5 separate regions of the Mus musculus genome follow, and all the other regions are linked to region 1. Evidence: chromatin contacts called from public HiChIP or PLAC-seq and promoter capture Hi-C data. All regions are on one chromosome and are shown on one strand. Each heading gives the region's core, a stretch centred on a gene start, on an enhancer-like site or on the middle of the called end of the contact. The rest is flanking DNA. Distances are from core to core; before and after follow the strand shown.

Evidence for each region. Promoter capture Hi-C pulls out the DNA fragments that hold promoters and counts their contacts. HiChIP or PLAC-seq counts read pairs in DNA pulled down with a chosen protein or histone mark.
Region 2: a contact with region 1 is called in a promoter capture Hi-C map of second pharyngeal arch cranial neural crest, with 5 times the contacts expected there. The contact joins the promoter of Ascl2 here to the promoter of Nap1l4 in region 1. A contact is called at or near these places in 5 of 39 promoter capture datasets (embryonic stem cells, hippocampal neurons, liver and 2 more) and 2 of 9 other capture datasets (adipose tissue and pancreatic islet).
Region 3: an H3K27ac HiChIP or PLAC-seq map of embryonic stem cells shows a contact between it and region 1, with 6 times the contacts expected there. The contact joins the promoter of Cttn here to the promoter of Nap1l4 in region 1. A contact is called at or near these places in 2 of 39 promoter capture datasets (embryonic stem cells and liver), 6 of 115 datasets of contacts at active chromatin or transcription factors (bone marrow-derived macrophages, embryonic stem cells and extraembryonic endoderm stem cells) and 2 of 9 other capture datasets (embryonic stem cells and pancreatic islet).
Region 4: a contact with region 1 is called in a promoter capture Hi-C map of hippocampal neurons, with 2.3 times the contacts expected there. The contact joins the promoter of Ins2 here to the promoter of Nap1l4 in region 1.
Region 5: a contact with region 1 is called in an H3K4me3 HiChIP or PLAC-seq map of craniofacial prominence, with 4 times the contacts expected there. The contact joins the promoter of Th here to the promoter of Nap1l4 in region 1. A contact is called at or near these places in 1 of 39 promoter capture datasets (maxillary cranial neural crest), 1 of 115 datasets of contacts at active chromatin or transcription factors (craniofacial prominence) and 1 of 9 other capture datasets (adipose tissue).

The regions. Positions count from the first base shown.
Region 1 is chr7:143,546,085-143,551,219 of GRCm38.p6, reverse strand. Nap1l4 (nucleosome assembly protein 1-like 4) reads left to right here and starts at 2,100. Exons shown (of 16, transcript NM_008672.3): 1 at 2,100-2,178.
Region 2 is chr7:142,966,032-142,971,225 of GRCm38.p6, reverse strand. Ascl2 (achaete-scute family bHLH transcription factor 2) reads left to right here and starts at 1,962. Exons shown (of 3, transcript NM_008554.3): 1 at 1,962-2,255; 2 at 2,527-3,326; 3 at 3,887-4,404. The coding sequence starts at 2,246. The coding sequence ends at 3,308.
Region 3 is chr7:144,467,931-144,473,556 of GRCm38.p6, reverse strand. It overlaps Cttn (cortactin), which reads left to right and starts at 2,622. Exons shown (of 18, transcript NM_007803.5): 1 at 2,622-2,868.
Region 4 is chr7:142,675,348-142,681,193 of GRCm38.p6, reverse strand. It overlaps Ins2 (insulin II), which reads left to right and starts at 1,468. Exons shown (of 3, transcript NM_001185083.2): 1 at 1,468-1,532; 2 at 1,647-1,847; 3 at 2,336-2,538. The coding sequence starts at 1,661. The coding sequence ends at 2,481.
Region 5 is chr7:142,895,937-142,901,772 of GRCm38.p6, reverse strand. Th (tyrosine hydroxylase) reads left to right here and starts at 1,778. Exons shown (of 13, transcript NM_009377.2): 1 at 1,778-1,901; 2 at 3,583-3,807; 3 at 4,671-4,845; 4 at 5,091-5,179; 5 at 5,295-5,362; 6 at 5,694-5,744. The coding sequence starts at 1,812.

The DNA.
Region 1 (5,135 bases), core at 851-3,350:
CAGGCATGGTAGTGAATAACTTTAATCCTAGGAGGCAGAAGCAGTCAGATAGATCTCTATGAGTTAACAGGCTAGGGCTACATAGACCCTGTCTTAGAGATAATAAATAATGAAATACCATTATTAAACTTATTACCAGTTATTGGGGTCTGAGTGTTTTATTCAAGGAATTGAAATAAAGATACACACAGATTGTAAGGTAGCAAGGAAATAGTATCCAAAAGTGAATAGTACAGATCAGAAATACTCTGTGACAGGCCCACGAGGCTGGCCTTGAATTTCTAGAGATCTGTCTGCCTCTTCTTCCTGAGTGCTGGGATTAAAGGTGTGTGCCACTACTGCCTGGTGTCTTACTTAATATTAAAAAGGGGGGTTTGGGCTGGAGAGATGGCTCAGCGGTTAAGAGCACTGACTGCTCTTCCAGAGGTCCTGAGTTCAATTCCAGCAACCGCATAGTGGCTCACAACCATCTGTAATGGGATCTGATGCTCTCTTCTAGTGTGTCTGAAGACAGCTGCAGTGTACTTATATACAATAAATAAATCTTTTTTAAAAATATGTTGGGGGGACTTTTACACTGCCCAGAGCATTATTAGAAAAGCATTATGTGTAGTCCAAACCAAATAAGTCCCTGGCTACCAAACTATTTTCTATACTTGTCTGATTTAACCACATCCACTCCCCAAATAAAAATGAAGTAAAAACCTGGTGGTGCTGCTGCACGGCTTTAATCTCAGCACCGGAGAGGCAGAGGCAGGTGGATTTCTGTGAGTTTGAGGGCATCCTGGTCTACAGATCGAGTTCCAGAACAGCTAGGGCTACACAGAGAAACCCTGTCGTGGAAAAGCAAAACCAGCCACTAACCAATCAAAATGTCAGGAAAAAAAAATGTATGTCAGAAAAAAATGTAAGTAAAAACATACGAGCTTATTTACTTTCCTTAATTTTGTAAGCGAAACTGTTTATACATAGTTCCAATTTAAGAATGAAAGAGAAGTAATACAGAAAAACAATGCTGTAGACCTTCTGGCCTTCAGTAACCACACTTCATTTTAAGTTTTTGTTTTTCAGACAGGGTTGCATGTTGCTCAGACTGGCCCCACACTGGCTACATAGTTGGAAGTGACAAACTGCTCATTCTGTCACCTGTATCTCTTATCTCAGAAGTACTGGGATTGAAGGCATGCATGTTGCACCATACCCAGCTTTGTTTCCAACTGCCCTGTTCGTAGAATTTGTTAGGAAAACACACATTATCTGCAAGCAAGTTATTTATTCTTATCAGATGTTGTCTATTGCTTCAATGAAAACACCATGACCAAAAAGCAAGTTAGGGAGGAAAGGGTTTATTTGGCTTACACGTCTATATTGCTGTTCATTACTGAAGGAAGTCAGGATAGGAACTCAAGCAGGGCTGGAACCTGGAGGCAGAAGCTGATGCACAGGCCATGGAGGGGTGCTGCTTACTGGCTTGTGCAGCTTGCTTTCTTACAGACACCACCAATAAGCCCAGGGGTGGTACTACCCACAATGGGCTGGGTCCTCTCCCACCAATCATTGAGAAAATGCCTTACAGTTGGATCCTATGGAGGCATTTTCTCAAAGCTCCCTCCTTTCAGATAACTCTAGTTTGTATCAAATTGACACACAAAACCAGCCAGTACAGATGTGCTGAACTTTTCTATCAGAAGGGTAGTCCCATGCCAGGCAGGCACTGTAGACAGAGGGTCAGAAGGCCTTGAGAAGTAGGCGGTGCTTTTCCCAGGCCGGGGGAAGGCAGGGAGTTGTAAGTAATCTGGAAAGAGCGTTGCCGATGTGGTCCAGGAAGCTCAAACCCTAGAGGTTGTAACAAGCCCAAAGTCCTACACGCGCGCCCAGCAGCCCCTTTAAAGAAGCACGAACTGCGCGTGCGCCGGAACACACGTCACTACTCTAACTACATATAGCTCGCGGGCTTAGGCTGGACGCCGTGCTCCCTCAACAGATTTTGATTGGATACCGCCTTTCCTAGTGCCTGGTGCAGTTGATAAACAGCTCTATTGTCCATTCGTCGCCCGTTTTGCTCGCAGAGGGTGGAGCCCGGCGATACGGCCAATGGCAGGTGGTTTTGTTGGCGACCACGGCGGTGCAGCCCCGGAGCGAGCTTAGGACAGGCGCCACTGCCGCAGGAGGCGCGAGGTGCGGTGCTGGCGGGTAACGGCGCGGCGGGCGGCTGGCGAGGGACTGGGGCGGAGGAGGCGGAGACGGGGAGGAGTGGGCGGCGCGGGCAGGCCGACGCGCCATGGCGGCGAGCAGAGGCGGGCGGCGACCGGGTCAGAGGTCCGGGTGGCGGGTGGCGGCGGATGGCGGGCCGGTCCCTCCTCCGTGCAGCCCCGCCCCCGGCTGAAGGTCAGCGCGCTTTGTTCCCGCCGCCCGAGAACCCACGCGAAGCGGCGCAGGCGGTTCCTTGAGAGGACAAGGCCTCCCCAGCGAGGTGGGCCTGGGTACGCCTCGTCTCAGACCGCGCCTGGGAAGGAAGGGGTCTACTGGGCCGCCGCCTCGCCCTTCCGGGCTTTGCATGCTCTCCGCACAGTGCCCCGGTCTCTGAGCCAGACCTCACTCTCTGAGCCTGCGGTGGAGGCGGAGCCAGCCTAGTGACACACACTGAGCCTTCAGACCCGGGCGCCCCTAACGGGTTCAGGGTCGTCAGCAGTACCCCTTCTTCCGAGGGTATCCTTGGGGCAAGTTGGCCCGCACTTCCTCCAACTCTGCTTCGCTGCCTCTTGGAGGAATTTCCGCGGTAGCTTCCGGCGCGTGCGCTGCGGTAACGAGCATATGCATATTCCACAGCAAAAAGACTCAAGTTTAAGTTTTTGGTCCAAAAGTTAAATGCTTTTAAGTTACTGCCGCCTTCCTGTCATAGTAGTTGCTTCCTCTCGGTGACTAATCTCCGCTTACTACACACCAGGGGCTCCTTTAAGCTCCTGACGTGTCTTAACTCATTCACAATAGTACGTGATGTAGGTGCAACAGGCTGACTGTGCATTAGCAAGAAACGCCTGGGTTTTGAAGTGGTTCGGTTTGTGGAATATTTGTAGGTCTGACAGATGAGCGTACCTAATCTGGAAATCCAAAATGTGCTCGAAAAGAAGTGGGTTTTGGGACGTTCTGATTTCTTTTCTTCTTCTTCTTTTTTTTTTTTTTTTTTTGGTATAGGAGTATTCGACCTGTATTGCAAATTAAGTCCCTGATAGGTTAAGTGTGATGGTACCTTGCATCTAAATTCAAATAGATTTAATCTGGCTCAGTTTTAATAATAAATGTTTATTATTAAATAAATAACGTATTGAAACAAATATTCAGATGAACAGTAAGATTCAGAGAAAGCAGGGCTTTGATAGGACTAGAGTATAGTTCACCTGTCGGGTAGTCTACAGCTGTATCATTTTAACTAAAGTAGATGCTGTAAAACTCAGTTGTCGGTCTCAACCCCCCCCCTTAGTTGACCAATATTGGTTCACAGTGTCATAACATTTAAACACATTTTGATGTTTTAGCTTTAAATCCCGAACTGTTTTTCACAGTTAATATAGAATAGCTGGTGAAAATAATAGTGATTTTATCGTTTTTTGAAAATTCTGGAATTGTATTACCAAAGTTCTGGGGGAAAATGTATGTATTTTGGGATCTTCTCAGAAATCATGGCTTGTGAGCTGGCCATTTGGCTTTGTGTAGTTGAGTATATAGAATATACCAGTGGGCAATAAATCTCCTGCAGGGGTGGTATTCTTAGAAATGAGGTAGTTCACCACTTTGGTCTGACTTTGTACTTGAGTCTTAAAATGCCCCAGCTAAGATAGATATGGCAGTATACACCTAGATTCCCAACTGCTCTGGAACTGTTTAAAATCTGTCTTGGAAAAACAGCAAGATCCTATCTCACTTTTTTTTTCCTGTTTGCCTCTTGTTAGTGAAAGTATACTGTCCCTGCTAGCTGTCTTTATGTTGTGTATAAAAGTTTATGTTGTATTTGTATAAAAATTTAACTGCCAGTACCTAAAATTTTGGTTTTTGGAAGAAAAAAAATCCTAGACAAGAGAGTTAATTTAGGGGTGGTTAAGATCATTGTGTGCTTTTGCAGAGGACCTAGGTTTGAGTCCCATACTCATAAGGTGGCTTCTAATAGTCTATAACTTAAGTCCCAGGGTTCCAACAGCCTCTTCTGGCCTCTGCAAGTAGTGCACAGACAAGCAGGGAAACCACCCATACACATAAATAAGTTAGAAATTTAAGAAAGGGTAGTTTAAATCTGAAGGTCTAAGGGCAACTCTCAGTGTGAAATAGGCACATCAGTGAGTTCTTTGCTGCTTGCATCCAGCCCCAGGTGACCTGTTTTGAAAAAGAGGCAGTAGTAATGAGCTGTTGGGGACTTCTAGCCCGTGAGTACAAGGTTTTTTTGTTTACTTAAAAGGAAATGTAAGTGGGTGTGTTGGCTTGTATCTGTATTCCAGCTCTTAAAAGGTAGAAGCAGGAAGCTCAAGGCCAGCCAGCGCTACTGCAAGAAAGATGAAGTGCATTTAGGCATTTAGAATTGAAGCTGATGTCATCTTCATCTTGCTGCACCTATTGCCAAAGTAGAGGAAGGTACTAGGGAAATAGCAGGGACTTCCTTCTACCCTCAGCCTTTGCTAGGGACTACCTGATAGTGGTAGTATGGAGGCTTCGTAGACTACACTTGGGACCTGTTATTAATCATAGATCAGTAAGCCTGTTTTGGTGGGTAAAAATGGGTAAATAGCAGAGTCTTGGAATGGATTTTTAGGCATTTTGAAGACAGTTGATGGTAGCATAGATTTGTTTTCATCTAGCAGTCAGGTCTCCTGTCTCCTGAGAGGAAGCTCATCTGCTTTACTTTGCTCTGCTATTGAATTTGACAGTAACAGGAGGCATGTGGTATTTTTATAGTGTGAAAACTACAGAAGCTGGCTTTGTGAACTTTACCTTTTGATTCTAGCTGCTTGCTGTACAGCCTTAAATTCCTTTTTTCTGTGTTCTGTCAGCTGTTGTAACAATGTGCTTCCATCCTGTGTCCAGGAGACTCAGTCTAGTGAGGTAAGATTAGCTCTGAGCTTTATGTACAAAAAGATAATTATTAT
Region 2 (5,194 bases), core at 713-3,212, 580 kb after region 1:
TAGGGAGACGCCAATCCCTAGGGAACTGTCACCTTTAAGCTGAGGAAGGTAGGTTGGGCTTGCAGAAAGTACGAGGGCCAGGATGGGGGAGGGGCCAAGGTGGGAAAGGTGCTGAGTAGGATGAGATGCTGGCTTTATAGAAGTAGGGTATGTACCAGCCTGAGAGGAAGGAAATATGGTGAGACCCCTGAAAGAGTCGTGAGTCTTTACACACACACACACACACACACACACACACACACACACACACAGACACACACACAGACACACGGTGATGTACCTAAGTTGCTAGATTGCCTAGAATGCACCACATTGTCTAGCATGTATCATATATGAAGCCCTGGGTTCCATCTCCAGCATCACATACAATGAGTGTGACGGTGCATGCCTATAATCTATCTGGAGATATAAGAAGAAGATAGACGTTCTGAAGTTCACAGTCATCCTTAGCTATGTAGTGAATTAAGGGCTAACCTAAGCTTCAGGAGACTCTCCCACCACCACCCCTAAATGGAGGAAAAGTACAAAAAACAACTTAGGGAAAGGCAGGGAGGAAACAGGGCAGCAGTGGTCTCCGTACAGTGAGGGTTTGCAGATCAAACCTCCTCAGGGCACCAGGATACAAACTGTTTCCATCTCTTCTGTATATGTGTGCATGCTTGCGTGTGCAAGGATGAGCACAGCAGTGTGTATGGAGGTTGGAGGATATCTTGGATGTTGGTCCTTCCCTTCCAGCCTGTTTAAGATAGACGTTGTTGTTCATTATTGCAGTCCTGGGGCTAGCTGGCCTGGAAGTTTGAAGGAATTCTCTTCTTGGCATCTTGGGTTTCTATGGGTTCTGAGGATTTGAACTCAGGTCCTCACACTTGCACAGCAAGTGCTTTACTTAACAATCTCCCCAGACCAACTGGATTGCTCCAAACAGCAGAGAAGTGACTAGACTTATCCAAGTGCTCTTAGCAGACACCCGGGAAATTTCGACTCACTGCCCACTTCCCACAGCAAGGTTATCAAAAGGCTGGATTAGGATGATACAGCCTTGACGAATCCTGGAGAGTCATGGAACCTGCAGGCAGCCCCACACTGGCAGTACATGCTCCAAGGCAGTGCGAAAGCAGAGAGAAGCCTGGTTTTGGTAGCCCTCCCCCAGTCGGATATTTACAAAGAAAGTAACTCCAGGTTACTACCCACAGGATAGACCACTTGAACCCTATAGGTCTTGCTTGGCTCCCAAGCACCTACCTAGTCCTTTGAGGGAAAAATTGGGCTTGCTACGGCCTTGAGAGCACACTTCTGGGACAATGGGGCAAAACTGAGACTTTGACAAGGTCAGTGCATTTCCCTTCCCCTTCAACCTTCCCTCCACCGGCCTCAGGGGAAGGATGGGACTGAGAGGTCTGCTGGAATCCGAAGAAGTGTTATTGAACAAAAAGTCCAGGAACCGAACAAAAACTAGTCTGGGTAGATTCACCATTAGGAAAAGAGACCCAGACTTGGAGAGCTGGCTGTAAGGTGCAGATGGGTGACAGTGTGAGAAAGGAGTGGACTTGATTGTATTCTCTCAGGTCAGGGCAACCGGTCCTGGGGATTCTTGAAAACACAGAGGCATGGGGTGTGCATGAGGGGCTAAATGGGTACAGGTGCCCAGGAACATGAAATTTCCCATTACTGGTCTGAACCACTCCTCAAGCCCTTCTCACACTCAAGGGGCACAGGTGTGCTCCTGCAATGCGTGGACACCGGGTCCTGGTGGAGGAGCAGGGTGGGGCGGAGTGGGCGTGGAGCCTTGTGCGAGACACTCCCCCATCTCTGGAGCCACGCGCCAGGCGTACGCTTCCTTCTGGCCCCGGCATAGGACCGCGCCAATTGTCATTGGCCAAACGGGCGATCCCAGATTGGCTGAGACCCCGGCTCCCGCCTCCTCCGCCAGGGGGAGGGACGTGGGTGCGGGTTTGAGGCTCGTGCTACCCTAGGGGGTCGCGCTCTTCTGCCTCCTACCTCTTGGTCACCGCAAAGCTTGGTCCGGTTCTTCATCCGGCTGCAAGCGCTAGGTGTGCGGAGACCTGGCAGCTCTTGGGGCTTAAGGGCTGAGCACCAGGACGGGTGGAGGTGCCTGTAGAGTACATTCGGACCCTCTCTCGGACCCTCTCTCAGCCCCTGAGTGTGCGGGACCTGCGGAGCGCAGTTCGGGATCTGCACTCGAGGATTTTTCGAGGACGCAATAAGCTAAGCATCTGCCCGGAGCATGGAAGCACGTCAGTAGGCCATGAACTGCACCCGGGAGGGGTGGGGGTGGAAGCGCACGGTGTCAGCTTTGCAGAATGTGTACGCCAAGGGGAGGGTGAAGCGTGGCGGGAGGGCGAGGCGAAGGAAGGAGGGCGTGAGAAAGGAGGCGGTGGCGGGCGGAGGAGAGTTATCTATACTTTTTAAAAAAAAGGAGCCGCTTGAGCCGCGTAAAGGGAGACTTGGGGAGCGCCTGACAGCACGCGCGGGACACGAGAGTACCACGCTTCCCTACTCTTTCAGACCTTGACTGGTACGGGGTCCCAGGACTGCAGGAGGCCAGCGACGCGTGCCCTAGGGAGTCCTGCAGCAGTGCCCTGCCTGAGGCCCGTGAAGGTGCAAACGTCCACTTCCCACCGCACCCGGTTCCTCGCGAGCACTTTTCCTGTGCCGCACCAGAACTCGTAGCAGGGGCCCAGGGGCTGAATGCAAGCTTGATGGACGGCGGCGCGCTGCCCAGACTCATGCCCACCTCGTCTGGAGTCGCTGGAGCCTGCGCTGCTCGGCGGAGACAAGCGTCTCCGGAATTGCTGCGCTGCAGCCGGCGGCGGCGATCTGGAGCAACCGAGGCCAGCAGCAGCTCGGCTGCCGTGGCACGCCGCAATGAGCGCGAGCGCAACCGCGTAAAGCTGGTAAACTTGGGCTTCCAGGCGCTGCGGCAGCACGTGCCGCACGGCGGCGCCAACAAGAAGCTGAGTAAGGTGGAGACGCTGCGCTCCGCGGTAGAGTACATTCGTGCGCTGCAGCGGCTGCTCGCAGAGCACGACGCGGTGCGTGCCGCGCTCGCTGGGGGGCTGTTAACACCCGCTACTCCGCCGTCCGATGAGTGCGCGCAGCCCTCTGCCTCCCCTGCCAGCGCGTCTCTGTCCTGCGCCTCTACGTCTCCGTCCCCGGACCGCCTGGGCTGCTCTGAGCCTACCTCCCCGCGCTCCGCCTACTCGTCGGAGGAAAGCAGCTGCGAGGGAGAGCTAAGCCCGATGGAGCAGGAGCTGCTTGACTTTTCCAGTTGGTTAGGGGGCTACTGAGCATCCCACCCCCCTAAGGTAAGTTCCAGGACGGCGGGGAGGCGAAGCAGTAAGGGAGACACGTGGTGGGCGGGCCTGACACTTAGCGCCACGGGGACCCTGTGCAGCCAGGACTCAGCTGGGGCGATCACTTGGATTTCGCGCACGCTTCATTTTTCCTCAACCTTTTTCAAGCCTGAGCAAGACCGGCGTTTGTTTGTCCGGGATTGCAAAACTTCCTCTCAGAGCTCTGCTGTGGGTGGGGGAAGGGGAGGCCAGGGGAGGGGAGCGGCCTCAGGGCCGGGCCGGCGAGGTCCCAGTGCTGTCAGAGCCTGGCCGAGTCGGGTGCTGGAGGCGGGGTGAGTTTGCATTGCAAATCGCGTCCTAGGCCGGGGTGCGGAGTGAGTCGGCTGGAGCGGGCCCCTGAGTCACGGCGGGCAGGTTCTGAGCGTGCGCCCCGCCCCCGTCGGCGCCTCTGAGCGGATCGAGGCACCCATGAGTTGAGACTCCAAAACTAATCAAGCAAACGAAACTGCCTACTGCGCCTTGGGAGGTGGGGCGGTGTCCGTACACATTGACACCTTTTATCTTCTTCACAGCTGCATCCCTGGGTGACTCCTGGTGGACCTACCTGCTTCTAGCCCAAGAAACCTGGGCCTATGCCTTACCCATGCTGTCTAGTGCAGCCTGACCAAATGCCAAGTGCTGACTGACCTCTGCTCGGCCTCCACGCCGCGGAATGACATCTTCCATCTTCCGGACCTTGCAGCATCAGGACTTGGAAATTTCTCAGGATAAAGATTTTTACAATGACAATCTACTTTTTATCAATTAACTTGAACTGTTGTAGGACTCTACTGAAAATATGAAGAATTATTTTTATACAAAGGATCCTTAAGCTTGGAGCACAATAAAGATGACCTCTGTCCCTCACCCCCACTGTCTAGAACTTTCCAACCTGGCCAAAGTGTGGACCGGTTGGGCCCTGAGGGCAAGATGCCTGGCTGCACCCTTCTTCCTCTTCTGAAGCCTATACTGACGCTGATGTTTGGCCAGTGTGGGAACCCTGCTGTTGCAAAGTGTACTATTCTATAAAAGTTGTTTTTCATTGGTGTTTGCAGTGCCTTGTACCTTCTCAACCTTGCATCTGTCTCACCCTTGTTCCCCAGGTGCGGTCTAAGCTGGGGTGGATAGTACTAGCCCAGATTTCTCTCGAGACCTGTATTGCATGGGTGGATACAAAGGTATTGGGTGCCTACTCTAGCCATCTCTCCAGAGATGGAAAAGCAATTCAGACACCTAGGAAGGCAAGGTAGCTGTCTGTGAGCCTGTGTCTGCCCTCCAGGGTGGCTCTCCCCTGGGAAGGATCTGTGTAAGAGGGGCAAGTGCAGGGTGCTAGGCTGAAGGCAGAGCTCTGGATTGTGGGCATCTCTAGGCCCAGGTCTCTCTTCCTTACCACTTGGGTGGCCCTTGGCAAATTGCCTTATTTGCAAATGGTATTGAGCTTAAAGCTCCCTCCCAGGTTTTGGATAACCTGCCCATGAGCTTGCAGCCAGTGTGTGCTAGGCACCCGTGCTGACTGCTAGGGTCAGTGGCCATCGTGAGGCCCTGCAGATAGATCTTTACTTTAAGATTCTCTAGTGAGCAAGGAAGACCTGGAAGCTTCCTCAGTACTCCCCACACAAGTTCCCTAGCCTAGGGAGCCAAGCTGTGATTGCTAAGATATTACCTGGCTCCACCTTTGACCCCCGAGCCTCCGAAGCTTTGAAGTCTCCGTGTGTCCAAAGCTCCCTTTTATTGCAGGGGTTTGGGAGGGGCTGAGGGGATCCCCAGGTGGTTTTAGGGTGCTTCAGGCATCCCTTCAGAAGGGAGTGGTCAGGGCACAACCGTTGGAGCTATGGGAATCA
Region 3 (5,626 bases), core at 1,373-3,872, 920 kb before region 1:
CACTTCTTTAAAAGACTGAAAATCTTACTCCTTTCGTCATTATTGAATCAAATAAGATCTATGTGGGAGGCTAGGCGGTGGCTAGGGAGATGGCTCTGCCAGTAGTGATTACAGGACAAACCTGAGGCCTGAGTCCCCAGCACCCACAGAAAAAGCCAAACAGAGGTGTGCACTGGGAATCCCAGCCCCGAGGAGGTAAATGGATGGACTGAGGGCTGCATAGGTGGATGTATGGCTCGGTGGGTGGGTGGATGGGTGTGCATGCTTACTTGACCTACCAGGAACCATACCATCAACAAAACCAGTCTTACCCCCTCCAGCAGCTATCAACTGCCAATAGCTCCTGAGCTAGTGGTGGGAGCCCCATCCCCAGTCCATTCTGGGATGTTGATTGGCTTAATCTTGTGCCAGCAACTACAGCTGTTAGGAGTTCTTGAGTACAGCAGTTCTGCTGTGGCCAGAAAACACTGTTCACTTGTTCTTCTGACCTCAGGCTTTTGTGAATATTATGGGGGCAAATTATTCATTAGTTGATGGATCTTAATTGACTTTGAGTCTAGAATATAGCAGCACTTTGTTGAGTCAGTAGTTCTTTGGAGCTGAGGGGAGAAGGCTGTGTTGTTTGTTTGGTGGTAGTTTTGAGGTACACCCCAGTGAATAGTTTGAAGAAACCAAGACACACAGTGGGCTACTTATTTTACTAGCATTGAACTCAGGTTGTCAGGCTTGGTGGCAGGCACCTTTACCCACTGAGCCATCTCACTGACCTGCACCTCTGATTCTAAGCTGTTCCCATGTGAGAGTTACAGCAAGAGGGGGGTCCTTGTGTGATTTGGAAGTTACTGATTTTCTAGCTGCTACCTCTTCTCAGAAGGGTAAACAAATCTCTGGTTTGGAGGTGAGTTCTCAACTATGGTGCTCAGGCAAAAGCCATCTTCCTGTCTCAGGTGCCCCATCACAGGGACTCAGGCACACACCACTGTCCCTGGTTCAAGAATAGAGCTTGGCTTTTCAGCTTGGGTACGTGGAACTTAGCTTAAGTGACTGACCCCACTTGTTGGGCACGGTTTAGGTACTTAGTATAAAATGATGCCTGTAGTTTTTATTTAACAAAACACTTGAGACCATGGTTTTACTAAAACAACAAGAACAACAACAACTACCCTATGCTAGGAGATGGCTGGGTGTTTGCTCTGCAGGCATGAGGGACTGAGTGTGATCCTCAGAACCAATGAGAGGATGGTGGGTGGAGTGGTGCACATTTGCAATCCCCTCAGCAGAGAAGCAAAGACAGGAGGATCTCTGGGGCCTGCTGACCAGCCAGCTTAGCCTAGTGGATGAACTGCAGGCCAGAGAGATCCTGTCTCAAGCAGTGAGTGGCCTTCCTGAGGAAGATGCCAGAATGTGTCCTTGGACCTCTGTATGTGTGCTCATGCAGTTGAATGCACACTTACATGTGAATTGTGCACACACACATGGGAACATTCTCCTCTGACACCTGACATCTCTTTTTCCTTCCTGATCTATTCATAAATTTTGACAGTTTAGCCTTTTGTTTTCTGCCTTGTGGTGCTAAGGTTGGTACCAGGGCCCTGTACATACTAGACAGGCACTCTACCACTGAATTACATCCCTAACCTCCCTCTTTCATCTCCTTTCTCCTCCTCCTCCTTCTGGAGAGGGGGGCAGGAGAGACAGAATCCCTCACTTGGCTGATCAGGACCAGACTGGCCTCTAAGTGATCCACTTGGCCGCTGCCTTATTAGCTAGCTTTGTTATACAGTCCAGGACACCTGTCTAGGGATGGACCACAGTGGGTTGGCCCTCCTGTATCAAGACAATCATGCCCACAGAATAACCTAAATAAGACAAGTACACATTTGAGATTTTTTTAAAAAAAAATGTGATTCTAGGCTGTTTCAAGTTGACAGTTAATGTCAACTAGGACAGATAGATGAGTGGATGGATAGATAAGTAGATGGATGGTTGACACATGGGTGTATAGGTGACATGTTGGTTAGTTTTTGTCAACTTGACACTAGAGTAATCTTGGAAGAGGAAACCTCAGTTGATGAATTGCCATCAGACTGGCCTGTAGGCTAGTCTGTGGGGGCATTTTCTTGGTTACTGATTGATTCAGAAGGGCCCAACCCACCGTTGTGGGTTGCCACCCTTACACTGGTAGACCTGGGATGTGAAAGAAAGGCTGAGCAAGCCAGTATGCAGCACTCCTTCATAGTCTCTGTTTCAGTTCCTGCCCTGCCTGAGTTCCTGTTCTAACTTCCTTCCCTCAGTGATGGACTATAATTTATGAGCCAAATAAGCAGTTTTCTCCCCAAGCTGTATTTGATCAGTTCTTTTTGTTTTGTTTTGTTTTGTTTGTTTTTCGAGACAGGGTTCAGTTTTTTGATCACAATAGGAAGCAGATAGATGGAAGAATGGATGAACAGATGTATGGCTAGATGAGTGGGTGTATGGGTAGATGGGCAGAAGGACAGATTGGTGGATTGGTGGGTAGAAGATTGACAGGGGAGTGAATGATGCTGTGTAGATCCATGCGTGGGTAGAGAGTTGCAGGGTGGATACATGGTTGGAAGCTGGGTTGAGGGTGAATGTGTGTTGGACAGGGCTTGACGGGTGTTTCTAAATCGGATCTCCGCAGCTGACTGGCGGCCGAGCTGCCTATGAGTCCTGGAACTGTGTATCCTGCTTTCTTGATCAGCTAACAGGAATACGGGGCGGGGACGGCCTGGAATAGGGCGGGATCTTGCGTGGCCCCGGATGCGGCCCCGCCTCCGCGGAACCGGAAGTGAGCGGGCACAGGGAGCGGCGGGGCGCGGCGGGAGCCTGGTGGACCCTGCTGGTGCGGTGAGCGGGGGATGGGCGTCCTAGAGAGCTGCTGGGGGACAGGAAGGGTGTGGGATGATGAGTTGTCAGGGTGCCGGGCCTGGACGGGAGGTTGGGGTACAGGGTCTGGACTGGGCCCAGGTGATCCGAGTGCGGGGCAGGGTCGGGGCCCAGGGGTGCAGGGCCAGGATCTGTTGGTCGAGGCCTCGGAGTGTAGGGCTGGGACCCCTGAGTCAGGATTCCAGGCCAAAACCCGGTGTTCGCGGTGTGGGGCCGGGATTGTGACTTGGGGTGTGTGGCTGGGGTCGGGCGTCGGGACCCGGGCTGCAGGGCTAGGATCGGGGGTTGGAGTGCAGTGCTAGGAGGGGGAACCGGGGTGCAGAGTCAAGGCCAAGGGTTCGCGGTGTGGGTCCGAAATCGGGGGGTTGGGGTTGTGGTGTGGCGCTGGGATTCGGGATTCGGGGTGTAGGGCCAGGATTGGAGGCTCAAAGTCCCGGGTCGCAGGGTCTGGATGGGGACGTCGGAGCCCCGGGTATTGGGCAAGGATCGGAGGTTTCGGACACCAATGCTGAGCCGTTCATCCCGTCATTTGTGGAGTAGCTAGGGGTGCACAGCCGGTCTGGCTCTGAGGGGGCGGGCCCTAGGACACAGGCCCTAGGAATTTTGGACATAAAGAAAGGGGTGGGGTTTCAGAGCAGGAACCCAGGATGAAGTGCTAAGTCGGTTTGGGGTGTTCTAGGTCAGAGTGCATAATTATGGGTCTGTGGTAGTCAGAGTACCAGAACCTGGGAAAAGAATGTAGACCTGAGGCCTGGGAGATGCTGGTGGGGGTAAGGGGACTTTGCTTCTAGAATCTAGTGGAATGATGAGGGCCTGGGGGAAGCTGGTGGGCCTGGGGAGCCTGGGGTTCCAGAACCCAGTGGAATTATGAGGGTCCAAGGACCTGTAGGAAGTTGGTAAGGCTGAGCAGCCGGGTTCCAGCATTGGTCTCTAGTCCTCAGGACTGGGCTGAGAGGCCAACATCTGAGGAAAGGCCTGGGCACCTGAGGGAAATTTGCAATGGGGTCAATGGAAATCCAAGCGCCTAGCTTGCTTCCTGGAGCTAAGGAGCCTGGAATCCAGCCGCCCCTCCTCCTGGGTGTGTGCCCAGTCACTGCAGAGGTGTTTGGGCCTGGTATGTTCCTTTGTTTCCTCTTGGTCCGTGTGAGGGATGGGGACTTGTGGCCAGGGAGAAGGAATTCCCTGTTGTGCCCAGTGAAGCAAGCAGAGGCTTTAGCCCTTCCTAGTGGTTTGCCCTGGCTGCACTGCCTGGGCCTTGCCAGTAAGTAGCCCAAGCTCCAGTAAGTCCTCACCACCCAGTAGACCCTCACAGTCAGAACTTACAGCCCACCCCCCACCCCCCTCCCCCAGCGTCCACCAGGGGTCAGGCCTCTGCTGGCTCACCCAGAGTGAGTCACCAGTTCAGGCCCTGAGTCAACACTGCTTCTCTGTTTGACTGAGAAGGTTGTCACCAGAAGTTTGAAGGAGGGAGAAGCAGCTTTTGTGGGAGCTTCAGATGTAGAAGAGTGCAGAGGTGGGGTTGAAGAACTGATTGTGGTACTAGGTCTCCAGAGCACCCTGGGCCTTGCTAGACAGCTTCTCCACCCAACTTTAGCCCTGGCCCTAGAGCTGACCTTTAATTGAGGGCTTATGACAGTTATGCCTTTAACACCTTGTAAAATGCCAGGGAATTTAATTGGCCCTTCAGACTTTGACCTGTTAGTCGGGAAGGCACCTGGCATAACTCCGCACCGTCCTGAGCATCCTTACCTCCTTGTGCCCCTGGTCTTTGTCCTGGGCATGGTCGTGTCTGCCTACCAGCTTGTCTCTTAATGGAGTCCTGGGCAGGCTAGCCTACTCCGTCTGTGCACTGGCCTCCATAGGCATGGGGTGGGGGTTGCCCTTTCCATAACAACTCCTGACCCAGCCACCTTTGCTCCGCTGCGCTATAGGTATCAGGTTCAGGGCCTCAAGATGGTGGATTCCTCCATCCTGTGACTAGGTCCTCTCTGACTGAGCTTCGTGCTGGCTGTGTGGGGCTGAGTGGCTTTCTCTGTCCCCGTCTGATTTCTATCAGCTTTATTGATATTTCACCCTACACGTGATCACCCGATTGAAGGGTTCAGTGGTTATCGATGTATTCAGAGTTGTACAGCCATCACCACAAACAGTTTTGGCCTTCTCAGAGATCTACATAGAATGTGCATGCCCATGGTCCCAGTGGCTGGGAATGCTGAAGCAGAGGACCTTAAGACCAAGGAGTTCTGGCCAGCCTAGGAACAAACCTGGAGTCTGTCTGTCTGTATGTGTCTCTCTTTCTACTCCTCCCTCCCACTCCCTTTTTGGTGGTGGTTGGGATGCATTTGAGACGGATCTCTATAGCTTTGATTAACCGGAAACTCACTACGTACACCAGCATGCCCCCTACACTTGCAGCCATCCTCCTGCCTCCTGAGTGTTGGGATTATAGGCTGTGGGCACACACTATCAAGCTGGGCCGCTCTGCTCTGTCCTTTAGAAAAGAACGAAACTGGATATCTTAGCCTCGAATTTCCCCTGATTAGCTCTCCTCTCAGCCCTCCTCCCACATTGCCAGCACCCCCCACATCCCATTTGCTGGGGATCAAGTACAGAGCCTCGAACACACAAAGCTTGTATTCCACCCATGAGCTCCAGCCCTGCCTTTTTCCTCCGTTTCCTTTTTTGTTTGTTTTGAGATGAGATCCTTCCATTGAGCTCC
Region 4 (5,846 bases), core at 219-2,718, 870 kb after region 1:
TGAAGCCTTAAGCCGCAGGGAGACCCTGAAAATAGACTGTAAGCAACCTTGGGGTGGGGTAAGCCTGTTGCAGCGTTAGTGTATCCATGAACTCCTTTAAGATACAAGCTATGTGTCATTCCTCATGGAGACGCCGGAGAGTCTTGAGCTTACATGATGGTCCTGCGGAGGCCTTAAAGTCCTGTGGGGATGCTCAGGGTTGTCCCTGTGTGTCACTGAGACCTCCGAAAGAATTTAAATATCACAGAAAAAAAAAACATAAAGAAGACCTTAAGCCTTTTTAAGTTCCCAAGGAGAGCCAGAAGTGGTGGTATATAGCTCAACTTGGGAGACTGAGGCAAAAAGACTGACTGAGTTTAAGACCAGCCTAGCTACACCACAAAGCTCCTTTCTCAAAAGAAAAAGCTCCCAAGGAGGTTGGATCCCCAGTGAGACCCTCAGCAAGGCCCTCTGGCCTCACTATGGTCCTGAGGACACCCCTCCACACTGCCCTGATCTTCTTACCCCATCCTGCCTGAGCTCTTCACCTGCTCTCCTCTTGCATTCAAATATCTTCTGCTACAGTAGGTCCACTGGAGTCTCCCAGGTACCCAGAGTGTGAATGTCTGCAGCACTTTCTGGGGGACAAGGAGCAGAGAGCAAGGGACCCACAATTCGGGTCTAGTGTCTGTAAAGCCTTGCGGAGGGTAGAGTTCTAGTTCACACAAGGCACCAAGTGTTTTTGCTGGTTGCCTAGGAAACAGGACAGTGCCAAATCAGGAACAGAAAGAGTCAAGGAACCCCCAACCACTCCAAGCGGAGGCTGAGAAAGGTTTTGTAGCTGGAATAGAGCATGCACTAACAGATGGAGACAGCTGGCTTTGAGCTCTGAAGCAAGTATTACATATGGAGACTTGCTGGCCTTCAGGTGCTTATCTTGTTATTGGATACTGCAGGAGGATGTACCACAGGGCTTCAGCTCAGCTGACCCCCAAGTGGGATATGGAAAGAGAGATAGAGGAGGAGGGACCATTAAGTGCCTTGCTGCCTGAATTCTGCTTTCCTTCTACCTCTGAGAGAGAGCTGGGGACTCGGCTGAGTTAAGAACCCAGCTATCAATTGGAACTGTGAAACAGTCCAAGGGACAAAGATACTAGGTCCCCAACTGCAACTTCCTGGGGAATGATGTGGAAAAATGCTCAGCCAAGGACAAAGAAAGCATCACCCACTCTGGAACAATGTCCCCTGCTGTGAACTGGTTCATCAGGCCATCAGGGCCCCTTGTTAAGACTCTAATTACCCTAGGACTAAGTAGAGGTGTTGACGTCCAATGAGCGCTTTCTGCAGACCTAGCACCAGGGAAGTGTTTGGAAACTGCAGCTTCAGCCCCTCTGGCCATCTGCTGACCTACCCCACCTGGAGCCCTTAATGGGTCAAACAGCAAAGTCCAGGGGGCAGAGAGGAGGTGCTTTGGTCTATAAAGGTAGTGGGGACCCAGTAACCACCAGCCCTAAGTGATCCGCTACAATCAAAAACCATCAGCAAGCAGGAAGGTACTCTTCTCAGTGGGCCTGGCTCCCCAGCTAAGACCTCAGGGACTTGAGGTAGGATATAGCCTCCTCTCTTACGTGAAACTTTTGCTATCCTCAACCCAGCCTATCTTCCAGGTTATTGTTTCAACATGGCCCTGTGGATGCGCTTCCTGCCCCTGCTGGCCCTGCTCTTCCTCTGGGAGTCCCACCCCACCCAGGCTTTTGTCAAGCAGCACCTTTGTGGTTCCCACCTGGTGGAGGCTCTCTACCTGGTGTGTGGGGAGCGTGGCTTCTTCTACACACCCATGTCCCGCCGTGAAGTGGAGGACCCACAAGGTGAGTTCTGCCACTGAATTCTGTCCCCAGTGCTAACTACCCTGGTTTTCTTCACACTTGGGACATTGTAAATTGTGTCCTAGGTGTGGAGGGTCTCGGGATAACCAGGGAGTGGGGACACGTTTCTGGGGGAAGCTAGACATATGTAAACATGGCAGCTGCCAGGAATGAGTAAGAATCCTGCCTTAAGGGGTCCTTGGTGGTAGTAACTTGGGACATGTGACTAGATCCCAGGATAGGTACCTATTTAGGGCCCTCATAGAGCACTGCACTGACTGAAGATGAGTAGGCTTTAGAGGCCCATGTGTCCATCCATGACCAGTGACTTGTCCCACAGGCATGCAACCCCTGCCACCTGCAGGGGTTAAGGGGCGAGAAAACCTGGGGTAGTAGGAGGTTGCTCAGCTACTCCTGACTGGATTTTCCTATGTGTCTTTGCTTCTGTGCTGCTGATGCCCTGGCCTGCTCTGACACAACCTCCCTGGCAGTGGCACAACTGGAGCTGGGTGGAGGCCCGGGAGCAGGTGACCTTCAGACCTTGGCACTGGAGGTGGCCCAGCAGAAGCGTGGCATTGTAGATCAGTGCTGCACCAGCATCTGCTCCCTCTACCAGCTGGAGAACTACTGCAACTAGACCCACCACTACCCAGCCTACCCCTCTGCAATGAATAAAACCTTTGAATGAGCACAAGTTGTGTGTGTATGTGCATGTGCATATGTGGGACCAGGAGACATGAGTGGGGCTGGTAGGGTAGCCACAGCTTAATCTATCTATCTGCCTAGCCACAATAGCCCCTAAAAGATCTACCCAAGACTTCTTTGGTTCCCTCTGCATCCCCAGTTTTCTCCTGGCTCCCTGGGCACCTCCCACAGGTACCTGTTAGACCAAACCTGGAACATAGACAGTTCCTTTCCCCAAGATAACCAATACCGTCAGGTAGCCCATAACCCCCACCCTGAGTTGTCCGGGAGGATCATGACCCCCACCCCTGATGCTTCTAGCTGGATAGAGAAGAGCTAGAGGTCTTTGGAAGGCATGGGTGATGGCAGCTAGGAGCTGATAATTTATTGCTCTATAGCCTTGGATCCTCAAGGGCCCCAGAGAACTTTTATAAGAAAGAGGACCAAAATATTCCAACAACAGTTCCCATCTAGCCTTCCTGAGTTCTTTTTCCATAGCTATTTTAGAAGGACTCCCTGAATGGGTAGAAAGAGAGGCTTGGGACCTTGAGCTGGAAGGCCATGGAAGGCATTTTCAAAGAGATTATCCCAGCTCTGGGAGGACAGAGAATAGCCCCAGCTGCTCTCAGACTATCCAAGTGACTCTTAGTGCTCAGAAGAAGACAGGCATCCCACATGGGTAGGATGACGTACTGAAGGGATCCCATAAGCCCTGGGCATGAGCCAGAACTCCACTTCTCAAAAATGACCAGTTGTGAGTTCTAAGCAAGGTGGCCATGAGGAAGACCTAGGGTTGGGGCCTCCTACCACTTCTCAGCCCCTCCTTCCAGCTAGATAGGTTCCTTGAACCTAACTGCTTGGTAGTCCCCTAGAAATATTCTCAGTTCTAAAGAAAAGCCACAAAACAGCTAGATCTTTGGGAAATCTCAACAGAGTGCCTCTCTTTCACACTCTGAGCCCAGTTGGGTGCCACCTGTCCGGCAGATGAGAGCTTAGGGGCCTAGGGTGATCCTGGTTGCCACAAGGGCTGGCCAACCTGCCTGCCACCCAAGCCAAACCCATCTGTTCCTCAAAGCTCCACCCAGAACCAGGGTGGCAAGTCTCTGAACTAGACATAGGCCTCCTTGCTGGTACTTGTTGGCTGGGAAGCCTCCTCCAGCAGTGCTAAGAACCCTTCCTGGTCACCCCCTCTCTGTGACAATACCACAGCCCCACCTAGAGAAATGTCACAAGGCCATAGCCAGCCATCCCCCTGAAAAAGGAAGGCCAGAAATGAACATAATGGATGAGTGGATGGATAGACACTGGACCCAAAAGAAGAAAGAAGGAGGAGCCTGGGGTCATTCTATGGAACTCCCCAGGGTCTTGGGTAGGGTAGCAGATAGGGTACCCTACTGTTCAAGTGCCACAAACTTTCTGGAGGGCATATGAGTCACGGGTAAAGGGAACAAAAATCTTTGGGTCCTTGGGCCTTGTGGGGCGAGTCAAGCTTTTCAGGAAATGTGGTGGACTAGTGCTATGGGGTTCTAGAAACAGAAATATGGTCCAGATATCCAGATTCCTATCTATGGCTTCACTCCTGCAGCCTTTGACTCCGACCTCAAGGGAGAGGCAGGTTGCCCCAGAACCAACCTGTGCAGGCTGAGGCACATGCCCCATGCCTTCCTGAGGCATTCTGAAACTCTAGTTTAGAGCTCTACTTCCTACTGGCCTTGAGGAGAGGAAGCAGAATACTAGAGATGGACATGTGCTGTCTCTCAATCCCTCCAAGAGTGGACAAGAAGAAGCCACTCAAACTGAACCAGTGCCCAGGGAGCAGAGGTCAAACCGGATTCAGTCTTTGATCAGCATCACCCTGGGTGCTAACCCCAGACATCCCAGCAGAGGACTTCAGATGTTCCTTTAAGCCCTAGGTCACCCCATGTAGGTCAGTCCTTGACCTGGCTCAGGCACTCCTGCTGACCTTGCTGAGGCCCTTCAGCGCAGCCCTGCAGCACAGGAGCTCCCCTTGTCCATGGGGTCTGCAGTGATAACCATGTTTACCCAGCTAGCTGTGTTGTTGCTTTGGTATTTGAGATTTAGCTGTGTCTTATGGGGACCTCATTGCCTCTGCCTACCATCTGGAAGGCCAGGGTATTACTAAGGATAGCCAATATACCTCTTGCCTGGATTGATGAAGCAGTTCAGCTCCATATATATGGGATGGAGAGACTCATACTAATACTACACATGGGGAGATTGAGGCCTGGAGCCAGGGAAGCCACTCTTCTGCTATGCTCAGTGCTATGCTACTCACAGTATAGATTACCCAACACCTAATATGGTCTTCCAATGTAGCTGCCTAGAGGTTGGCTCCCCTAGATTACATTGTCTCCGGGTCCAAATGAGCTGACACCTCAGCCTAGCCCCAGGGACCTTATTTGCTTTCTTACATTATCAATAAATATTTACTGTACTCATGTTCTCTCAGGCTGAACAGGCCCTGAGTGATATGAGAGGTAGGGTCAGGGATGCTGAGGTCCATTTTTTACCCTTTGAGATCCTTATACCCAGCAAGGTTCTGAACCAAGGAGTAGGAACCAGATAGCTCTTAAGTCAACCCACCCAGAAAAGTTGTCACTAGGCAGCCTCAAGCACTAGTTGGTGGCTTTCTAGCCTAGATGTGAATGATGGAGACCCCTGAGGAGCCTTCCCACAAACTCAGATTGGGTGTCCCTCCGTGCAGATAACTACTGTTTTGGAGTAGACATTTGAAATCTAGATACCATAGCCAGAAATGGTTAGTCATGGAAGCGTCCAGCAGAGGTCACCAAAACCTTGCTTTTGAAGTACTACAACAAGTCTGAAGGGCTGGCTTATCATAGTAGATCCTTCTAGAGGCTGCATAGTGTCTCCCTTTGCTCCTCTGCAGTCACAGGAACAAAGAAGCTTCCCAAGACGCTGACTGCTCTAAATTGTGGAGAGTATGAGGTTTGGGAAGGAAAGACTGGATGTGCACCTTTGGGGTTTAGGTTTCCTAGATTCCCATGGAGGAGGAACAAATAAATATCCAGGTGTCTGCACCATTCCTAGAATGTCTCAGGTTAGAGTCATCTTCTACCTGTCTAGAATTACAGCTGCCTAGAGGAGAGTGTAGGAGGTAATCCATGCAACACCTCACACGATGGCTAAGCAAACAGGCCAGGGGAGCAGACTGTCTATTTCCAGCTGGGACCTTTGTGGTTCCCAGAGCCCTAGTGGACACAGAGACTGGGAGCCAGAAGATCCAGTAATCCCTTCCTTTGCTTGGAGTGTTCTTAGGCACACAGGCTGGAAGAC
Region 5 (5,836 bases), core at 529-3,028, 650 kb after region 1:
CCTGGGATGCCAGGCAGGCCAGGGATGTGCTGGGCATGTTGAGACAGGAGTGGGCTAAGCCAGCAGAGTTGCTGACCCAGGAAGAGTTCAGAAAGGGGCATGGAACATGGGGAGGGGTCCATAGTGAGAGAGAGCAGGCAGTGCAGAGTAAATAGTCCCTGAGCTGGGGGTTATGGGATTTGCAGGAGCTTGCTCAGAGAAGGCAGAGGAGAGATGCTGCGCCAAGCTGGGTATCACAGAGCCTCAGACTCCTGGAACAGGAACTGTGGGGGTCAGGTCAGCAGGGGAGGTTAGGGAGTGTTCCCTTTGTACTGACTTAGCATTTATCCTGCTTCTAGGGGGGAAGGGGGGCCAGTGGGGGATGCACAGCAAGGCAGTGATGTGGCAGGCAGCCTGCGGGAGCTCCTGGTTCCTGGTGTGAAAAAGCTGGGAAGGAAGAGGGCTGGGTCTGGTAAGTACAGCAGGCAGTTGGCTCCTGAGAGTCCAAGCCCTGTCTAGAGGGTGGAGTGAGATTTCAGAGGGAGAGCTAAACGGGGTGGGGGCTGGGGAGTCCAGGCTTCTGGCTCCTGCTAATACTCAGTGTGCTGGGTCCTCAGAACCTCAGGGTGGCCATTTTCAGGGTGAGAGCTCTGTCCTTTGGCACTTCTGCAGACTCCAGTATCCAGAGGAATAAAGATGGTACTCTTCCTCAGTTCCCTTAGTGAGAGGACACCTTTCTCTGAAGGGCTTGGGCAGTTGTCCTGAACCATTGCCTGAAGGAAGGACTTGACTCCAGGGACATAGAATGGGCTCAGCATAAGTCCCCTGTAGTAGAGAAAGGTCCCCTCTCTGGTCTCCTTAGAGATCCTGTTTCCTTGGCTGAGGAAGCTAGGGTGGATCTTTGTGTAAGTGGGTGTGGATGCTCACTGGAAATCAAAAGGCCCCTTGGTGTTAGACCTTGGGGTGCCATGGGAGAGTTGATCACTGAGTGCGCCCTTACATGGGGGCCAGCTGAGAATGGGGCTGCCTCTAGCTCGAGACCATGATGCAGGGAGTGAGTGGGGGAGTTCAGGATACTCTTAACTAAAGCAGAGGTCTGTCCCCCCAGGGAGGGGAGGTCAGAAGACCCTAGGGAGATGCCAAAGGCTAGGGTTGGCACCATGTTGCAGGCTGTGTCTTCAAGGAGATGATAATCAGAGGAATCGAACCTGCAAAAGTGGGCCAGTCTTAGATACACTATAGAGGAATAATCTTCTGAAACATTCTGTGTCTCATAGGACCTGCCTGAGGACCCAGCCCCAGTGCCAGCACATACACTGGGGCAGTGAGTAGATAGTATACTTTGTTACATGGGCTGGGGGGACATGGCCTGTGCCCTGGAGGGGACTTGAAGACATCCAAAAAGCTAGTGAGAGGGCTCCTAGATTTATTTGTCTCCAAGGGCTATATATAGCCTTCCTAACATGAACCCTTGGGTAATCCAGCATGGGCGCTCCCATATGCCCTGGTTTGATTAGAGAGCTCTAGATGTCTCCTGTCCCAGAACACCAGCCAGCCCCTGTCTTCATGTCGTGTCTAGGGCGGAGGGTGATTCAGAGGCAGGTGCCTGCGACAGTGGATGCAATTAGATCTAATGGGACGGAGGCCTCTCTCGTCCGTCGCCCTCGCTCTGTGCCCACCCCCGCCTCCCTCAGGCACAGCAGGCGTGGAGAGGATGCGCAGGAGGTAGGAGGTGGGGGACCCAGAGGGGCTTTGACGTCAGCCTGGCCTTTAAGAGGCCGCCTGCCTGGCAAGGGCTGTGGAGACAGAACTCGGGACCACCAGCTTGCACTATGCCCACCCCCAGCGCCTCCTCGCCACAGCCCAAGGGCTTCAGAAGAGCCGTCTCAGAGCAGGATACCAAGCAGGCCGAGGCTGTCACGGTGAGGATGACATGCTGTCACCCAGGGGTATCTGGAGCAACTTCTGCACCTATAAATGGGTGGATACCCCAGGCTGGGAGTCTTTCCAGTGTCTGGTACCTAGGGTTGGAGTGGGTCTTAGTTCTATCCCGTCTCAGGGTTAGTTTGGGTCCTAGCTCTGGTTCTGTGCTTGGGTAAATGCTTCTGTTGGGTCCTGCTGGACTCCGAGAGGGACAGCCAGGACCTGTTTCACTGTGCCAGGCTTCTGTGGGTCCTATTTTGTGAAGTAAGGGAAAATCCCCCCTGGGTGGTCTTGGGAGAGAGCCCCATGATCCAAGTCCCCCCAGTAGCCCTCCCTACTCATCTGCTCCCTTGGGTTCTCTAGCCTTGCCTGTCATAGAGTGTGGTGTTCCTGTAATACACACTTCTGAGCACACCTGGTCAGCAAATGGCTGGTCTGCCTGATGCTGTCCTGTGCAAATGGGGCCCAGGTTCTACCATACCTCTTCAGCCCCCCAAACTCTGGGAAAATCTCTGTGTCTCCTTTTTCCCTTCTCACCTTCCACCAGTCTGCTTCGGTGTTCCCTAAGAGTAGGACTTAGGAAGCCACAGGGACCAAGGGGAGATGCTACCAAGACATCAAACAGTCCCTTTTGTCGGGGGCAGGGGGAGAATCAGCTCATAAGAAGGGCTTTCAGATTATCCTTGGGGCCCCATCTAACTATTGCCCTGGGTTGACAGAGACCTTAATGAAACCAGTGTGACCTTTAGAAATTTAATTTGTAGGCACTTCTCCGGGGACAACTGTGGGGTCAAAAGTGCCCCTTCATACTTCTTAGCTGCATGACTCTCTTCTCAGCTCCCTGGGAACCACCCTGTCTCATGTTCTCCCCAGCGAGCCTGGGGCTCTGGCTGTATTCACAGTGTCCTGCTGGAGGTCCGGAGGGGGCTCCAGAGGGCATGTTTCTCCCCATGACTAGGACGTTCCTAGAACCCAGGACCCAGAACCTTTTGGGGAGTTCAACTCCCAGATTAGAGTTCAGGCTTCTCCTCTCTGAAGTCCAGGTAGTTCTGAGTGTTGGGGGATTAGGAATACTGGTTCACAGCTGTGGCAGACACAGAGCCAGTGGAGTCCATACAGAGGTACTCAGACAAGGGAGGAGGGGGAGACATTTTGAGGGGGCTATTTCCAGGTAGGAGGACAGCCTAGACAGGACACCTGGCTAAGAACCACTTATTTTTTCAATGATGATGTGTCCACAGGGCTCAGCCTCTCAGAGAGTTGGGAGGGAAAGGATGCTTGTTTAAGCTGTGTACAGTGCTCTCTACCTGAATGGACCACCCAAGCTATTCACTCCCCATGAGGTCTGAGGCTTTGTGCTCCTACAGTCTCTGGGCGCTGCTCACATACATCAGGAAAAACAACCTGAGTCACAGCCCTCTATCACTAATTCAGTTAGGTCTAAGCCTGGGAGGTAGGTGACAGGGCACCTCTATCTTGGGAAGATGGCAGCTAGGAGCCCCTGCTTTCCAGTTCTGCCATGGCTCTCCAGCCCTAGCTACCCACCATGCCCTGTCAGAACACTGATTAGCATGTTAGTCCTCCACTCCTACATGGCACCCAGTGGTTTGACCAGAGCCCTGGAGGCGGGATCAGCAGAGGCAGCAGCATGGAGATACAGGCATGTCTCTTGACTCTCAGTCCCCAAGGTTCATTGGACGGCGGCAGAGTCTCATCGAGGATGCCCGCAAGGAGCGGGAGGCAGCAGCAGCTGCAGCAGCGGCTGCGGTAGCCTCCGCGGAACCTGGGAACCCATTGGAGGCTGTGGTATTCGAGGAGAGGGATGGAAATGCTGTTCTCAACCTGCTCTTCTCCTTGAGGGGTACAAAACCCTCCTCACTGTCTCGGGCTTTGAAAGTGTTTGAGGTGGGTTGGCTTGGCCTTCCGGGGTAGCATGCATAAGATATGTAAGAATGTCTGTGTCCTCCCCCCACCGCCAGGGCTGAAATATGGCTGCTCAGGCCATCAGAGGCTGGGTCTCAGGGACTACCTTTCAGCTCCTCCAGTTAATCTCAGCTCCCTGACACCCACTGCTATATATACACAGCCTCTTACCCAGCTGCCCAGGGGTCAATGAAGCAGCTGATTACACTGTTGCTTTGGCTAATGACCTGCCCCCCTTCCCCTGCCCCAGAAAAACTCTCAAATGACATTAAAGCCAGAACCCTGTGAGCTCCCAGAATTGACAGCCTGGCCTAAGTGTTTTGTTGCTGGGCAACAGAAGGTGAAGATGAAGTTGACCCCTGTCCACCAGTCCTGAGTTTCCTATTTACCCTGTCATGGCCTGAGACTTGTGTCCTTGATATGGTGGAGTGTGATCCAGGCCTTTGGGCGTGGCCAGTAAGTCAAATTGAGACCATTAGGGGATAGCGCCTTCTGCTATGCTTTCTAGACAAACAGAACTGTCCAGAAAGGGGACCAAAGGCACAGCTGTGATGATTCCTGGATGGATACACAAGACAAAATCCAATCTATTGGATTTTGACACCTTCAAAATTCATAGGCAAGGGTAAAAACAAAAACCAAACGAACAAACAAAAACCAAACGAACAAGCAAACAACTGACAGTGCCTACCAGGGTCCTCCGTCTCCCTCATTCCCACTATTATGTCTCTCCATCTCTCCCTACCTGTCATCATCTCTCTCTCTTCATCTTCTCCACCCTCTCTCCATTGCTCCTTCCCCATCTGTCTCTCTCCTTCTCTCTCTTCCTGCTTTTGCTCCTGAAGACATTTGAAGCCAAAATCCACCACTTAGAGACCCGGCCTGCCCAGAGGCCACTGGCAGGAAGCCCCCACCTGGAGTACTTTGTGCGCTTCGAGGTGCCCAGTGGCGACCTGGCTGCCCTCCTCAGTTCTGTGCGTCGGGTGTCTGACGATGTGCGCAGTGCCAGAGAGGACAAGGGTGAGGATGGATTTCTGTCCCTGGCCTGGGGGTGGGAGGCAGAGTATCCTGCTGGGCGGGGGGGACGACCCTGAAGTGTCCACAGAGTTGGACCACCACGCTGGCTCTACCTTCTACTTTTTTTTCATGAATCCTAGTAAACTCTGCCCTCTAGGAGGTCCCTGGGGGAGGCTGGACCCAGCATGGCCAAACCTTATTATGGACCCATGCTTACCTGGGCCCCTTTGCCTCTCTTGCTTGTGAAGTTCCCTGGTTCCCAAGGAAAGTGTCAGAGTTGGATAAGTGTCACCACCTGGTCACCAAGTTTGACCCTGACCTGGACCTGGACCATCCGGTGAGCTTGTGTCCCAGAGCTGAGTCCTGTGGGGTGGGCACAGGTAGGGACTGACCCTGGTCTTTGGAGCAGGGAATGCCCAACTTCCTCCTGATGTGTGTTCCTTGGCCATCAGGGCTTCTCTGACCAGGCGTATCGCCAGCGCCGGAAGCTGATTGCAGAGATTGCCTTCCAATACAAGCAGTAAGGAGCCTGCCTGTGGGGCAGAGTCCCCAGACTGTAGAGAGAGGAGGAGAGGAGGGAGGAGGTGACTGGTTAGCTGTCACACAGCTTTACATGTCAGCTTGTCTGTCTCTGCTCTGTGCTTGGCATTATTCTTAGTCACAGCTAAGGAGACTGGGGCAGAGAGGCTAAGCAGCTGGTTTGGGTCAGTGTACCCAAACCAGTCCACTCCATACTCCAAAGGCCTCTGAACAGCTGATACAGCTTCAAACGAAGCCTCTCACCCCATCTTTCCTACTCTCCGAGATGGCGGGAGGGGGGTTGCCCTATTGACCACTGATCCCCTCCACAGGGGTGAGCCAATTCCCCACGTGGAATACACAAAGGAGGAAATTGCTACCTGGTAAGACCCTGCTGATGGTTGGGTTGGGCAGGGAGGGCTGGGCTTGAGAAGAGCCAGGGAGACGGTTCCCAGAATCCCTGTCTGTGAGGGCC